2 separate regions of the Macaca mulatta genome follow, and region 2 is linked to region 1. A link is a contact called in public Hi-C data. All regions are on one chromosome and are shown on one strand. The core of a region is the stretch at or near the end of the contact, and the rest is flanking DNA. Distances in the headings are between cores, read along the strand shown. Region 1 holds the start of MED6 (mediator complex subunit 6). Region 2 holds the start of MAP3K9 (mitogen-activated protein kinase kinase kinase 9).

The links. A called contact is a pair of places that touch in the nucleus more often than the background predicts.
Region 2: a contact with region 1 is called in a Hi-C map of fetal cortical plate, with 2.5 times the contacts expected there. The contact joins the promoter of MAP3K9 here to the promoter of MED6 in region 1. A contact is called at or near these places in 2 of 14 Hi-C or Micro-C datasets (fetal cortex germinal zone and fetal cortical plate).

Annotation. Positions count from the first base shown.
Region 1 is chr7:143,740,828-143,743,527 of T2T-MMU8v2.0, forward strand. It overlaps MED6 (mediator complex subunit 6), which reads right to left and starts at 1,335. Exons shown (of 9, transcript XM_077941325.1): 1 at 1,298-1,335. The coding sequence starts at 1,319.
Region 2 is chr7:143,956,755-143,959,454 of T2T-MMU8v2.0, forward strand. MAP3K9 (mitogen-activated protein kinase kinase kinase 9) reads right to left here and starts at 1,431. Exons shown (of 12, transcript XM_077941331.1): 1 at 1,372-1,431. It overlaps LOC144330357 (a long non-coding RNA gene), which reads left to right and starts at 1,588. Exons shown (of 2, transcript XR_013396426.1): 1 at 1,588-2,700.

The DNA.
Region 1 (2,700 bases), core at 85-2,584:
CAGGAAATAACATTTTCAGGCCTCCTAACTGGTTTTCCTAATTCTACCCTTGTCCTCCTACACTGTTCCCAGCAGCCAATGTAGTCCTTAAAAAAAAAAATCAGATCACATCATTCCTATGATGGAAATCCCTCCAATGGCTCTCCGTTTTACTCAGAGGAAAAGCCAAAGACCTTATCATGGCTTTCAACACCTTTCTGACCTCATCTCCTTACCACATCCTCTCTCATTTCCCTCCAGCCACACTGGCCTCTTTGCTGTTCCTTTAACATACCAAACACACTCTTAGAGTCTTTGCCATGATCCTAACAAATCCGAATTATAAGTAAAACATTTTACAAACTAAATATTTGAAAACAGTCTGATAGACTAAATGTTTCTTTTTTATTCTGTAGCAAGGCAACATGTTGACATAGTCCAAGCATTCTAACAATCAGCAAGTGATGAAATTAGGCAGTTGAAACGCCCACTTATAATGAAAGACATGTATGTAAAATCATGATCCAGAAGTGCTGAAGATCACCGGATAACTACAAATGAAAATATTTGTAATAAATATGTTAGACCCCAATCCAGTTAATATATAAAAAAAGGCATCTCAAACATTTCCCTTTAAAAATCAAGTACTGTATATACAAACAAAAACAACTCTACGTGCTCCCCAAGATCAAGCAGCAATTAAGCGGGGGCATCTCCATACATTTATTCACTGACTGATTCAGTATGTGAGTACCTCTACAGTTCAGCTGTGAAAAAAATACGACTCCTGGCCATAATAATTGCTGCATGTTCGATGTAAAGTATTATCGACTCAAAAAAAAACAAAACAAAACAAAAAAACCTTACAATAGAAAATATTTGGGATTCATGCTCAGGGACCCGCGGCGCGCGATCTAAAGAATCTGGCAGCCACCATGCCAAGTCCCAAGAGATGAATCAAATCAAGTTGGCTCATTACCCCACTCCCTCCTCTGCCTAAAGGCCATTCCTTCACTCCAATAGAATAGCCCTAATGTTGTCGCAGAGGTACGTGTGAAGAACAATACTCCAGCTCTGAAGGCTCAAGGCCCAGAGCTTCTTCCAACCCCTTCTCTCCGACGCTTCCAAGAGACGTTTCAAGAACTTAAAAAAAAACTCGTCAACGTTTTGCTAGATCACAGCCTTGCGTTGTCCACAAAAACCACTCAAAAAAGCTTGAGACCTCACACAAAGGAACCTAAACCTTGAAAGTGCGAGCTATAACATCCCAAACTAGTCCATAGACAATCAAGAGACAAAACATAGCAATAGACTATACCTCGGATATCCACCCCCGCCATAATTCAGAAAGCGTTCAGAGGTTCTCTTTCCGGCGCAAAGTAAACGTAAGCCTAGGCCGCCGGAAGCAGCGGGTTGAACAGAGTGCGCATGGGTGAGGAGGGACGTAGAGCGGAAGAAGGGGCGGGGCGGGGCGGGCGGGAGAGAGGCAGGGCTGGGAGGTGCGAGTGGGAGGGGAGGGGGCAGAAAGCGGGAGGGGCGGGGGAGGCGGGAAACGCGAGGTGGGGTGGGGGGATGGGGGGACGGGACGCAGAAAGGTTGGTGCAGGGCAGCAGGGAAAGACTGGGAGGAGAGGGATGGGCCAAAAAAGGAGAATGGGAGGACGGATTACTGGGGAAAAAATTAGAAGACTTTAGAGGACAGGAAGGCCGAGTGGAGTCCCGCCCCACGCCCACCACTGATGGAATAATTCTGTCTTGATCGTCTGTGATCGTCAGGAAAACAAATTCTGATGCTGTACAGTTACGCTTGGGAGCGTCTCTTAATTTTAAAAGCTCCTCGGGTGTATCCACTGAGCTATCAGATTTAGGAACGATGGTCATTTATGTTTTTCTCCCTGCCTCAGGTATTGGGATGGGACAGGACTTAAGAATTTGGGAGTCATTGGCTTTTCTGTGACCAAATCCATTAAAACTCTAAACCAATTAAGCCTCTGAGAAAAATTTCACAGCACAGGAAATGCTTCTGAAGTGAAATATTAATAAGATTAAGAGAAAGGGAATACCCCTGGGTCCCACAGTAATGAGCGAATGTCTGCATTCCAAGTAGTCTGGAGTAGGTAGCAGGACTCCAAAGAGGGAATGATTCTGTGTACGGGGAAGCCACAGAAAGCCTCAGATTCTCAAGCTTCAGTGTGGCTCTGTAAAAGCAAAATGATACAGAAATATGAAAACAACACGTAGATACTAGGAAGAGGATGCCAAAATCTGAAGGAGGGATGTGGGCGGGTGCCTACATCTTCTCCAAAACTTAGGCACTGTGAAGACTCCGCAAGAATTTAACCACAACCCAGGAGCAAGAGGGGAAGACCATAAATTTAATTGGGATTTTGAACCTCATAGACAGGGAATTCAAAATTTTTAAAACTCCGTAGAATAAAAGTACATTGCTTGTACATTTCAGTTTGGGAATTTTCTGCCTGAGATAGTATGTATAAAATAGGTGTCCCAACAGAAGTATGTGCATGCACAGAGTAGAGTTTTGAGAGAGAATTTTTCAGGAAGGAAATTTTCAGGAGGGCCTGTTTGGGAGCCTAGTGGGAGGACATTGCCAAAAGGAGGAGTATCGTGTCCAATAAAAAGTGTGATACATAAAGCTTTTTGTTTTTCTAGTTTTTTGTTTCCTTGTGTTTTGATTAGGCTAGAAGGAGATTAGGAAGAATCG
Region 2 (2,700 bases), core at 181-2,680, 220 kb after region 1:
CTAAGGTTTGGACACTAACCACCAGCTTGCCCTAAATACTTCCAGATTGGGAATGCGGGCGGGGGGGTGGGCGCGGTAAGGGAGGAAGGGAGTGGGAAACGGGCAAATTCTCAGGCTGGGACTTCAGGATAAGGAATTTGGGAGCCACTGCTGAGGTGGCCAAATGAAGGTGAAGAAGCTCAAGCGCCTGAAGTGCGGGCAGGGCCTGCGGCGTCTCGAGCTTATCCAGCGCACCAAGCGAAGCCCGGGCAGCCCAAGCGCGCGCCACCCACACCCAGGTCAATCTTCCTCCCCATCCCCCCGCCTTCATCCTGGCCCTTGCGCAGGGCTCCCCCGTTCCCCGACCGCCCCCCAGGCCTCTATCATTCCCCTTCCCCGCCCGGCTCCCGGGCCCCGCCTTCGCCTTACACTGAATGGGCGGGTAGCAGCTGGGGTCCTCGCCGCCGGGCTGGCAGCGGCTGGAGAAGGCGCTGCGCGGGGTCACGTAGTTGCTGGGGAAGATGCCCACCCGCTGGTTCAGCTGCCCAGTCCACCAGCCCTCGTCGCCGGACACCTGCGAGTCCTTGGACAGCACCTCCACCACGTCGCCCAGCCGCAGAGTCAGCTCGTCCTCGCCCGCCGCCTCGTACTCGAACACGGCCGTCCAGTAGGGCAGCGGCGCGTCGCAGCCCAGCTCCCCGGGGCCCGCCGCCGCCGCCTCCTCCTCCTCCTCCTCCTCCTCCTCGGCCCCGGCCCCGGCTCCATCCTCCCCCGGCGGGGCGGCAGCGGCGGCGCTCGCTAGGCAGCCGAGAAGCGCTCTGGAGGGCTCCATGGAGCGGCCGATCCATAGGGTGCGGGGCCGCCGCTGCCCGCAGGAGCCGCCGCCGCCTATTGTTCATGCGCCTCCGCAGAGCTGGGAGGACCCCCCCCCACGACGGCGGCCGCAGGTAGGGCCCGGGCTGGCGGGGCTGGGAGAGCTGGCTCGCCGGCGCTGTTGCCGCGGTACTAGAAGAGCGCCGAGCGCGAGCGCTCCGCGCAGCCTAGGGGCGCAGCGGGCCAAGTCCCCGCCTGCCCGCTCGCCCCCCGGGGGCGGCCTCGTCACCTCCGCCGCCGGTACCTGCTCGCGCAGCCGGTGCCGCCGCCGCCGCCCGCCGGCCGCAGCTCTCCTCTCCGCGCCGCGCCGCGCCGTGCCCCGCCCCCCGCACCGCCAGCTCGCCGGGACCACCTGACGCAGGCCTGGCCCCGCCCCAGCCCTGCGGACCCAAGGGGGCCCCGCCCCACGCCCGCCCCGCCCCGCGCCCGCCGCCTTCCCATTGGCTGTGGCCGCCCAGTCCCCGGTTCCTCCGCCGTAGTTGGGGTAGCCTAGCTGGCAGCCTCGCAGGTTCCTCTTACCCACTGCGCCGCCGTCGCATCGTGCCCTCCCCCTTTGTGGGCTCTCTGGTTCTCAAACCCAGGTGGACCCACTCCTCCCGCCCACTGGCCCGCCGCAGCTCCCACCATTGGCCCGCGGCACTTGTCCGTTTCCTGGGGAGAGTTCAGCTCCTCCCGGCAGGAAGAGGCGCTGGCCTCATTGGGTGCGTTAGGAGGGAAGGGTGGATCCTAAAAGGTAATACTGAGCCTTCGTTCAAACTAAAAGGCTGGAAAGGAGGCCGCTGCCTTTGTTTGCCATGGATGGGTAGGGGCTGCACTGAGCAGCACTGGTGTTCTTCATCCGGCTGCACCCCCAAAAGAGCTCTTTCTTCCCCAGGTCATTTTACAGTTGGATTCTCCCTTTTGGATCTGGCTCTGCCTTAGTCCAACCTAAAGGGATCAGCTTCGCCCACGCCCATTCTCACCCCGAAACCTTTCATCTGCTATTGAAGCCCTTTAGGCCCATTGAGATGTTCATTAGAAGAACTCTGAAAACTACGGTTCTCCCCTTTAGGAAGACTGCACCACAGCTCTCCCTCTCCTGGGTTCTGGTAAGAAGAGATTCCAATACCACTCTTTTTTCAGAATTCAGAAAGGCAAGAGACCACCTTACTGGGCTTCAACCTGGGGCTGGGAACGCTGCCATGAATTGGGCTTTGTCTGTCTGAAGGGACCCAACTGTTCGACAATCCTTAGGCTTCTTTTGCCTGTTGGAATTACACCTTGGATCGTGGTGAAGTCTACAGAGGTCAGATTAAGAAGAACCAAAGCAGAATAAACGTAGAAAGTGATGTTGAGTTCATGAGTCAGGACGACCTCTTCCTATATGCTTTTGCTATACCCTGCATTTTGAACATTAAGAACGAGATAGGAGGCCCATAATGTTTGTTCTTGCTTTAATCCTATCGTGGCAACGTTGACTTCCAGTAAGAAAGGTTCTCTGATCTTTCTTTCTTTCTTTTTTTTTTTTAGACAGGGTCTCAGTTTGTTGCCCAGGCTGGAGTGCAGTGGCGCAATCTTGGCTCATTGCAGCCTCAATATCCCAGGATCAAGCAATCCACCCACCTCACCCTCCCGAGTAGCTGGGAGTACAGGCATGTGCCACCACGCTTGGCTAATTTTGTTTATTTTTTGTAGAGAGATGTCACTGTGTCACCCAGGCTCTTCTCGAACTCTGGGCTCAAGTCATCCACCTGCCTCGGCCTCCTGAAGTGCTAGGATTACAGGCCTTGACCACCTCACCTAGTCCTCTGAAATTTCTAAATAAGCCAGTGCAGATCTAGCCCAATCTCTACCAAGCTTTGTTACCTT